2 separate regions of the Zea mays genome follow, and region 1 is linked to region 2. The links are chromatin contacts, called in public Hi-C maps. All regions are on one chromosome and are shown on one strand. The core of a region is the stretch at or near the end of the contact, and the rest is flanking DNA. Distances in the headings are between cores, read along the strand shown. Region 1 overlaps LOC100216876. Region 2 holds the start of LOC100280617 (HMG box family protein).

Region 1 (5,656 bases), core at 1,862-4,361, 84 kb after region 2:
AAAGATGTCCGCAGTTTTTTGGGAATGGCAGGTTACTATAGAAAATTTGTTGCCCATTTTGGAATCATCAGTAGGCCCCTCACTACTTTATTAAAGAAGGATACTATATTTGTGTGGACTGAATTAGCAGACAAGTCATTCAATACTTTAAAAACAGCTTTGGCACAGGCGCCAGTTTTGGCCATACCAAATTTTTCTAAATCATTCACCATCGAGACTGATGCCAGTGGGGGTGGAGTTGGGGCCGTTTTGCAGCAGGAAGGACATCCAGTGGCCTATATCAGTCGAGCTTTGTGTCCAAAGAACATGGGATTATCTATCTATGAAAAAGAATGTTTAGCCATTCTTTTTGCTGTCGAGCACTGGCGTCCCTACCTTCAGCATGGTGAATTTATCATCAAAACAGATCACCAAAGCTTGACTCATTTGGATGATCAGAGGTTGTCTACACCATGGCAGCAGAAAGCCTTGACTAAACTGCTGGGGTTACAGTATAAAATCCAGTACAAGCAAGGCAGTGAAAATCGGGTTGCTGATGCTCTGTCCAGAAGACCCAATATGGATCAAGATACAGCCAATGCTCATTTGAACACAGTATCCATGTCTACTATTACACCCGACTGGTTGCTGCAGGTTACTCAAGGGTATGATCAAGACCCGACGGCAAAGAAAATATTAACTCAGCTAGCTGTGGGTGGTCAACTGGCACACTATACAATCACCCAAGGTGTTATTCGGTACAAAGGAAGGATCTGGCTGGGAAATAATCAAGAGATGCATCAGAAGGTGATGTCGACATTACATGATAGCGCAGTTGGCGGTCATTCTGGATTTCCAGTTACCTATCGAAGAATTAAATCTAATTTTGCCTGGCCAGGAATGAAGCACCAAATCCGTGAATTTGTTCAAGGGTGTCAGATCTGTCAACAGGCTAAACCGGAAAGGGTTAAATACCCAGGATTACTATTGCCGCTTCCAGTCCCTAAACAAGCATGGCAAACGGTTAGCCTTGATTTTATTTCTGGACTTCCTCCAACAGGCAAAGGAAATTGTATTCTGGTGGTTGTGGACAAGCTATCCAAGTATGCCCACTTTATGGTTTTGAAACACCCTTTCACTGCTTTAACGGTGGCTAAAACATTTTTGTCCGAAGTATACAGACTGCATGGGTTGCCAACAGCTATTATTTCAGACCGTGATCCTATTTTTACCAGTCGCTTGTGGCAAGAACTTTTCAGACTAACTGGTACTCAGCTGTGTCTTAGCAGCTCCTATCATCCACAATCGGACGGACAAACAGAGAGAGTCAATCAGTGTCTTGAAACCTATCTTCGCTGTTTTGTTCACTCATGTCCTCGACAATGGCCCATGTGGTTATCGCTGGCGGAATTTTGGTACAACACCTGCCATCACTCATCCCTTGGTAAGTCTCCATTTGAAGTGCTTTATGGCCATGTGCCAACACAGTTGGGACTGGTAGCTGCTGAACAGTGTGAGGTTCTAGATCTTCAGCAGTTTTTGGAGGACAGACAGAAGGTGCTGCAACAGGTACGCATGCATCTCCAACGAGCTCAAGCACGAATGAAAAGGCAGGCTGATCGGGGCAGAACTGAACGATCTTTTTCAGTTGGGGACCAAGTATTTCTGAAACTGCAGCCCTATTGTCAGTCGTCGATAACCGAGAGGCAGAACCAGAAACTGTCTTTCCGGTTCTTCGGCCCTTATGCTATTAAAAGACAAATCAATCCTGTGGCTTATGAACTGGCTTTACCAGCTGGCAGTTCTATTCATCCGGTCTTCCACGTTTCTCAGCTCAAGGCGGTCATTGGATCTCGTATCCCGGTGAGTCCAGTGTTACCTGATTTGTCTCATAATCTTCAGGTGCCAGTTGCTGTGCTTGATACCAGGTTGAGGCGTCAAGCGGGGAAAGTCCAGAATCAGCTTTTGATTCAATGGAGTGGATGGCATCCGACATTGGCCACCTGGGAGGGAGAAAGCGACATCAAGCGGCGTTTTCCATTCGCTCCAGCTTGGGGACAAGCTGGCGTTTCAGGAGGGGAAAATGTCAGCGTACCGGCGGATGGAGATGCAAGCGTCAGTGTGGGAGAGAGATGGGGAATGGAGCCAGGTGTGCGCGCTGATGGGCCTAGGAGAAGCCAACGGGTGACACGGCCCAACGTCCGGCTCTCGGGCCATGAATGGGTGAAATGATTTAGGCCCAGATGGTTTAGCAGCTAACAGAGAGAAGAATATACACTGCCGTGGAGAGGAGGAAAGGATTGGACTGGAACTTGGAACTGGACCCGGCTGCGTCCGGCGAACCGACGGTGTGCCGTCGTGTACCCTATCCCCATACCTACTGCTACCTCCATAAACTTCGAGAGAGGATCTGAGCGCCGGGAGTGGTGCTCGACTCATTCCCAACAGCGTACTCTAACAGAGATCAACGTTGCAGCGCGTAGAAGTTCAACCACGACGCCGTATTGTGGCATGGGCGCAGAGCTTCGATGAGAGCGACGACCGGCGAGACGCGAGCGCGGCAGCAGGCTATGACGAGAGCGCGAGGAAAAACTGGCAGGTAAGACAGAGCAGCAAGGGAGAGCAACTAAGGAGGATGCGAGCTCGGTGAGATTTTATAGGCCGGTGAGGGAGACTGAGGGGCGCCAGGGAGACGAGCAGACGCCACCGGTGGAGGATCTTCATTAATGGAGATCGACGTGTGCGGGAAGAGCAGAGGGCACGATTGATGGCGTAACAACAGTGCAGAGGTGAACGGGCAGTCGTTGTGAGCTCCACTACTCGAGAAAAACGAGCAGGCGCGGGAGGGGTTGTGGCCAGCGTGAGCTAGTAGATTGGCGTCGTCCACTACCTTGCGTGCGAGCATTTCCTGCGTGGGAGAGAAATGGGGAGGGACAGGGCAAGCAAGTGGGAGAACTAGCAGGGGAGGGGATGAGTGATCTCGTGCCCGGATTTATAGGATGTAGAGGGCATGCCACTTTGATGGCATTTAATCGATATACGTTCCATCGTTCGTGGAGGAAGGGAGGGAGTCATGGGAGGGAAGTCGCCGGCGTGGCTGAGGAGTGGCGCGCAGTCATAAGTAGAAGGAAAACACATGCGCGCACTCACTCGTTTCGCCAGGCCAGGCCAATTCGGGGTCCAAGCCTTGCGCGCCCACGGCTTGCTTTTGCAGTTTTGTTTTGCCGCTTATTCCAGAACCCTTATTTGATAAGTTTAATATGGATTCCTAATTTGCTAAGGCTTATCAGGTGCAGACCGGATCAATTGATTCTTACTTGGTACGATCTTTATCTAATACGAACTAGTGAATCCTTATCGGTTACTGATTTTTTGGAACCAAACACGGTTTTCCCTTATAAATACTTACCTACGTGTGCTACCATTAAACACACCAGCAGCCAACACATTTATTCTAGTCTCGTCCTGCGTGCTGGGCTGCCGCATATGCTACTTCATCTATATCGTCGTTATGCACTAGCGGACCGGAGAGCAGGTTTGTCTCTAGAACCATCGCCCTCGACAATCCTGCTTGGATGCTTCCTCGTCGCTACGACTCGTCGACCTACTCGTCGCGTGGACGTTTTACATCATCGACAACAATGAGACAATGTTGAATATCGACGTTGTCTTCTCTACCTCATCGTCAACAAGGAACAAACATGCAACTATCTCATCATATTTTCCACGCTGTTATGTTTAATCTGTTTACAAATTGCTCTATCAGTTCAAGGTTGAATTTTAATTGGTATCTGTTTAATCTGTTTACACATTGCTCTATCAGTTCAAGGTTTAATTTTAATTGATATGATGCACATATTTAGGTTTATTCGCTTTCTATACAAGTTTATCGTCATGATCTTGCTTTATTTTCAGATTAAATTAAAATTAAATGTTATAACGTTCATCATCCTGATCCTGCTTTATTTTCAGATTAAATTTAAATTAAATGTTCTAAATTTTCAACAGTGCAGAAAAGTGAAGCCACCTGACAACTTTGTTTATGCTTGATCTGTTAGATTCCATCATCCAATCTCCTGCAACTTCATAATTTCAAGCAGCCGCATAGAAATAACTAAATTCTCGGCTCCGGTTGGGGCTAGTTTGACAATTCTATTTTTCTAAAAGTTTTTTTAATTTTTTGAGAAAAAAACGAACTAATTTTCCTTAAGAAAATAAAAAATCCCTCAAAAAAAATAGGGTTGTCAAACTAGCCCTCGGAGAGGGGATTAGCATGTCAAGAAAATCCCCCTGTTTCCTACCTGGGTTGATCATCGTAAATCGTGGTCATCTTAGCGGCTTGTTTGAGAGCAAGAATACCGAAAGAGATTGAAAAGGCTAAAATCCTCTTGCTATTCAGATTTTAGGCCCTCTAATCCCCTTCAGTATCATTGCTCCCAAACAAAGCCAGTTGCAATTCACTCTCAATATCCTCTCTAATTATTATTACACTAAATCAGGAACCATGAGGGCCTAGGGAATTCATCACGTTAGTCTCATTCAATCATCTTACACTTGCTACCACACATCTAACAACAGGACGTGAAACATACATAGAGCATTCTGGTCTGCTACTGCTAACAGCTCCACAACCATCTGGGCATTATTTATGCTAAGAGCATGCTGGTGACATACACGTACTAACGTATTACTGGGGGGTGAAGTTGCTTCGTCTGCTGCTTCATCTCTTGCAGCAGTTCCGGGCAGCATTGAGCTGCTCCATCAGATCCTGAATGGTGGAAGAGGCCTCCTGCAAAAAGACAGCAATAGTTTATAGGCGACATGCACACCATCATCAAGTTAGATGACTCCGTTGGTAACACAGGAACTAACCGTGAGCTTCCGCTTCAGGTTTTCCACCTCTTGGTCGTGGCACTTCCTTTCTTCTGCAAAGAGTTCTACCGTTGCTTCTTGCTCTTTAATTGCCAACTCGAGTTGCCTCTCCACATCCTCAAACTGAAAACAAAAGATAAAACTTCATCTGGCTATTAAAAAGCACAAGGAGATCCTCAGACCTCCCAGAAATACCATCCTTATATCCACAGCGGCATTCAATTATTCATACGAAATACAACCGTGGGAAACTTCCTGTGGACAAGTAGGTACAATCAAGGATGGCGTAAAAGAAAATCGGTAAGGTAGAAAACAAATTCTATTGGATATGGCGTTAGCGGTACGGAGTAGCACAGGAGCAAGCAGAAGAGTAGCTGCAACTGAGGAGTGAAGGGATAGCAAGGCCGGTCATGGGAGACGCGGTTGCAATGTTAATGGGGACAGGCAAGGCAGTCCATGACTCTGTGCTGGTCATTGATACCAAATTGATACGGCGTCAGCGGTGAGGTGAGGAGTACGTAGGGTCAAGCAGAGGAATAGCCGCGACTGAGAAGAGCGAAGGGGATAGCGGAGACCAGTTGTGGGGATCAGCAGTGGTGTCTCAGAGCCCTTCGATGCCACCGTCGAAGGAAACCCCACGCCATTTATTCCTTCTTTAATAATCCTGATTACAACCTAAAGTGCCATTTATAGTTTAGTTGCACTTCCATAACAATACTGAAACACATCTAAGGTCCCTCTCCTATACTGGTGACCCACAAATGAGTCTACAACAATTGAATTTTGCCTGATAAATGTATGCAAT
Region 2 (4,998 bases), core at 144-2,643:
GAACAGACGAAAAACAAAGAATAGGCTACAAGCAAACGACCTTTCTTTGCCCCAGGTCTATCTAATTGGTATGGCCATACATTTGAATGAAAACAACACTAAAGTTTGAAGCCAAAATACACTTTCCAATTTGCAATAACCTCACAAAGCAAGCCAGCAAGCAGAACAAATCAATACTTTCGCTGACAAAAGACATCCTAGTTGTTCAATACATCAGACATCATTTTTCATTACACAAACAAAAAATTCCAGATGCAACAGGAGACTTTGAGCAAACCATCTCATAACAAAAAATCGAGAATAGCAGCAAGATACCAATGTAGGCCATCCGATATATGGATGGCCGCAATCCCCAACCATGTCGGGGGATTTTTTTGGTCCACACATAAAAAATAAATGTTATAAAGCGAACGCGAACACGGATTGATTAGTCAAAATCGATGGCATGCGGCTCCTCAGATCGCTGGGGCACCGCCCCTCAAACTTGTCTTTCCCACCACGCATTTATATCAAGTTGCCATTTTCGCGCATTGAATTGAAGAAATTAAGGTAAAGGCAACAAGGATAGTAACAACTGTAACGGCTCGCATCAGATTCAAAAGAAAAGGCGAAGGGAATTAAAAATGCGGCAACAGGATCGGCACCGGCGGCGAGGATTGGAAGTCGAAAAATGCTTACTTGAGCCTCGTGTTCATGTGCGCGTGCAGCCCCTCGAGCGCCGCCCTGAAGCGCGCGGCGTCCGCCACCACGTCCGTGTGCTCCGTCACCCGCGCCGGGTAGGCCACGAACCTCCCCCTGGCGCCGGCCGCCAGAGTTGGCGCCGCCTCCTCCTTCTCTTTTCCCTTCGCCACCACAGCCGCAGCCGTGTCCGCGACGGCCTTCTTCTCCTCCGCTGCTGCCGCAGGTGCCGGCTCGGTCATCTCCTCTGCACAAAAGCGACGGAACCGTCGTCATCGTCGCCTGCGCTCCGGCGGCTGATACGTGGAGGAGGTGGTGGTGGCCGCCCACCTCCTCTCTCACACACTTATCCCTCATCAAAGATGTATATGCGATGACACCATGTGTAGGAGAGAGTATGATCCATGCGCTTTGCTTACCTTAACCTCGTCTTCTCCTAAACAAACAACTATGCACCCGCCGCGAATATTTTGGTGCTCCCACTTTGGCTTCCTTTAGGTTTTGGGCAAAAGGAGGGATTACTGTGAGAGGTTAACGATCTCTAAAAAAATATACTCCTCCTATATTCTATACTTGGGAACAGATAGGTAGAGAGAGAAAGGATGGAAGAGAGATAACGTTACTGTAACCTAAGGTTGTTATGAGGTGGAGGTAGAGAGCCATTTGTGTTACCGTCAAATAAAGGAGAGACAAGATGGATGGATGCAAACTTATTTATAAAATAACATCTGCTAATAATAATAGATATCCATGGATATAGAAAACACATAAAAAATCCTTTATAAAAACCAGAAAATAAATACTCCTACATAATAGAGACTATGACATGTATCTAGACATAGATGGCTGAAACAATAATACATTGCAGCAATAACAACGTGTTACTAAAGTCGTGAGGAGGATCCGTCCTATACCAATATTTCTTTATTATTAAAGCTGGACGGAAACGGTGCCTATAAGGCTATCCACGTCATCCCAAATATTTCCAGGCCTTAGATTTCCAATCAATGATCACGATACAATCTTGTGTCCATGTAATTTCATTCATCACTACGCTCCTTCATTCTCTACGTCTCGATCCTTCCGGTCGATACTTTTCCGCTCCACGCGACACGATGCTTCCAGACTAAAATCGGTTGTTTCCTCCACACGATCGACAATCGACGGTCACGATTTGGCATCGGTGAACCACCCGACTCTTCTAGACGAATGCGAATGGACGAGTAAAAAACAATCTGAGGTCCCAGTCAAGCTGATGAGTCCTGCAGCCCCACAACACAAGCTGAGAGAGGCCATCGCTATGGTAGACGAGGTCGGGCCGCCGGAGAAGCCTGCAATGGAGCCAGCACCGGCCGCGAAGCAGATCATGGTGCCGGAGAAGCCAGAGGAGATGCTGAGAGCTCAGCATATGTTGACCACTCTGGTGGACGAGGTCCGGCCACCGGAGAAGCCAGAGGAGACGCCGGAGAACACCTCCGCAGGTCAGCCTGCCCTGTTGCGGTATCGCCCCGTCAGTCTCTGTCCTCCCTCGACTGACCGCCGCCGCTCAGGATGTCCAACTCCATCCTACCCCCGCCCAAGAATGTTGATGTCGAGCGCTCCGCCTGTTCCGCTCCCGCGCCGCCAACGAGCACCGCCGAGCTCCTCCCTGGCGCCACGTCCCGACAGACGTCGGCGCCGAGCGGCTGGCTCCACCGTGCTGAGGTGCTCCCCCATGCCCCTACCCCTTAGGACAAGCGGTTGAGCTCCGCCTCGCTCCTAGCGTTCGTATCTAGACCGTGTGGACTCTTCTGTCCTAAACTACTAACAATTTTTGTACAAATAAAAACATTCTTTGCTTCTCTACGCGTTCGGGCCTGTCAGATAGTAGCATCTACCTATAGTAATATTTAATCATAAAAATAATTAATGAACTCTTCAGCATTGTGGTTTAGGCCAATATATCAAACAAGATAAATCCTATATAATAGCATCATGTTCCATCACCATATTAAATTAACAGTTTTATTTTTTTTATCATCATGTGACATTAACCAGTTGACCAAATGGGTCTGATGGAAAGAGGAGCATTTGCTGCTTCTTGGCTTGCAAAAGGCATCCTGACCTACATCCACCCAGCATAAAAACGTGTATTGGTCACATCATCAAGCAAATAGGTGATACGATGCTTTATGTCTTATTCTTACAAGCATCTGAGTCTTATGGTTTCTTTGGTTTTCTTCTTTCTTAATTCTTATTTGTTTTTTGTGAAGTTACGTCCAAAAATTGACAGAAGGAATAGCTCATACACACTTGATAACACACTTTCTTCTTTTTATCAGCATACTTTTCAGTCCTTTCTAAGTTCTAACGTTGTCACTTTCCAAATCCTGTTGTCACTTATAAAACTTGCACATTGATATTTTATTTAGTATCAGTACAATTTATATGGATGCATATGTTTAGATGAAACTTGATATTTGATTTTGTATCGGTACAATTTATATGGAGGCATATGTTTAGATGAAACTTGGTGAAGCATTGTTCAATATTCATCACAACTTCAGGAATAATAACAACGACACCATGTGGACCATTACTTCGATTTTGGCAAATCTAGTTTCAAAACATTCGAGCTAAACAACACTAAGGACAATAGTTCATACAACCTCATGAAAGAACAATGCCAACATAGAGGTGCACAACATATGTCATACTTTCAATTTTTCATTGTCCTAAAAACACAGCAATATGTGCCATCTAATACTCATGATACGAAGGTAAGTGGAAGACAATAAATTTGTAGCAAGCTTCTATGAAATAGTACACAGAGGTGATGAATACATTTAGTTCCATGTCTCAAGCACTACATGTCAACCTTTTTACTAATACATTTTTATAGCAGGCAAATCTAGCTTGCTTTTGTATGATAGGTCACTAGGTCAGTAAAGACAAATTAAGCATTATGTGCCAGAACATCTACCTGTATAGAAATACCTTCCTTCATGCAAAGGAACACTAAAATCATACCACATATAGTTACTTATAAAAATCACTTATAAATGTTTTTGAACCACGACGCCGCACGCGCCCTGCGCGCGCCAGCTACTAGTAAATTAAAATGATATAAGCTGAGCTTTTTTAGTACATGTCTTCTGACAATGAATTTTTAGCTATTTAACTAGTACTATCATATCTAGTGCGGCTTTTATGCATCATCTTTAATATGATTTTGGTGACATGTTTCTTTTCTATTTATCCATAAACTTTCTGTGCCAATCAAAACTATATATAAAAGGATCAAATATATGGCACAACAACTACAATAACAGTTGCATTGATATGGTAACGACACTGAATAACATTCATAATACAAATTGCACGAATAGCATTGGAATACCATACATCTGATGACTAATTAAAGCATTCGATTATTATCTTTTTTACTTTAGTTGTATATATAATCAATTGGTTATGCCAGTGACAAGATGGACATCAGTAGATACACTAGCTATAAAAGTTCAAAATAGACTTAGGATCTAGTAGCGATCTTAGGCCCTGTTTGGTTCATTTAGTCACTAGACTAAATTTTAGTGACTAAAGTTTAGTCGCTAAAGTATCCTGTTTGGTTCCAGTGACTAAACCTGACTAAAGAGCATTAATTGCTGTGAATAATGACTGTTTTACCCTATTAATTAATGGATGTTTGCTATAAGAAGAAAGTTGAGAGGGCAAATAGGGTAAAAATACTACTTTAGTCCCTTTTAGTCACCCCTTGGTGACTAAAGAACTAAATTTTAGTCATCTCATTTTAATCATCATGTTTGCTTCTTTAGGGACTAAAAGTGACTAAAATTTAGTCACTAAACTTTAGTCATCACTAACCAAACGGGGCCTTAGGTTGGTTCGAACCTCCTGGTCTAAATCGACCACCAACTTAGCTATCGCATTATCAATTTTGCTCTCGATCACAGTCAGTCACTTCTTATTTTGTGTAGCACCTTAGAGCATAGCCTTCAGCGTTAGCTTATAATCACCTCAATGACACATCAACATTTTTATAGAATTTTAATTAACATAAAACACATTATTTTTATTGAAATGAAAATAAAAATTACATAATTTATAAAAAAAACTTATTTATAAGTTGGATTATAGGTTTTAAAAATAGATATTTTTGTAGAAATAGATATATTTTTAAAAACAATCTAAATTGTTTGGACTTCAAACAATTAAAACATATGTGGACCAAAATGTCGTGCTGTCGATTCTATACCACACTATCGATCAGATCGTCCAACGTATCGAAGCCAGCTCCAATATAGTTGTTATCGATTGGCC

The links. A called contact is a pair of places that touch in the nucleus more often than the background predicts.
Region 1: a contact with region 2 is called in a Hi-C map of ear, with 2.0 times the contacts expected there. The contact joins the enhancer-like site here to the promoter of LOC100280617 in region 2. A contact is called at or near these places in 7 of 25 Hi-C or Micro-C datasets (bundle sheath, ear, endosperm and 2 more).

Annotation. Positions count from the first base shown.
Region 1 is chr4:226,191,745-226,197,400 of Zm-B73-REFERENCE-NAM-5.0, forward strand. It overlaps LOC100216876, which reads right to left. Exons shown (of 20, transcript NM_001309907.1): 19 at 4,852-4,974; 20 at 4,489-4,768. The coding sequence ends at 4,700. Among protein-coding and RNA genes, the nearest start is that of LOC100216876, 56 kb to the right of the region's middle. Within about 2 kb of position 3,112, at least 8 of the 20 cell types and tissues checked have an H3K27ac peak or open chromatin away from gene starts, as enhancers often do. A contact at or near this core is called in ear, endosperm and leaf, where this site is marked.
Region 2 is chr4:226,109,872-226,114,869 of Zm-B73-REFERENCE-NAM-5.0, forward strand. LOC100280617 (HMG box family protein) reads right to left here and starts at 1,394. Exons shown (of 8, transcript NM_001408093.1): 1 at 1,098-1,394; 2 at 679-925. The coding sequence starts at 920. It also overlaps LOC103654675.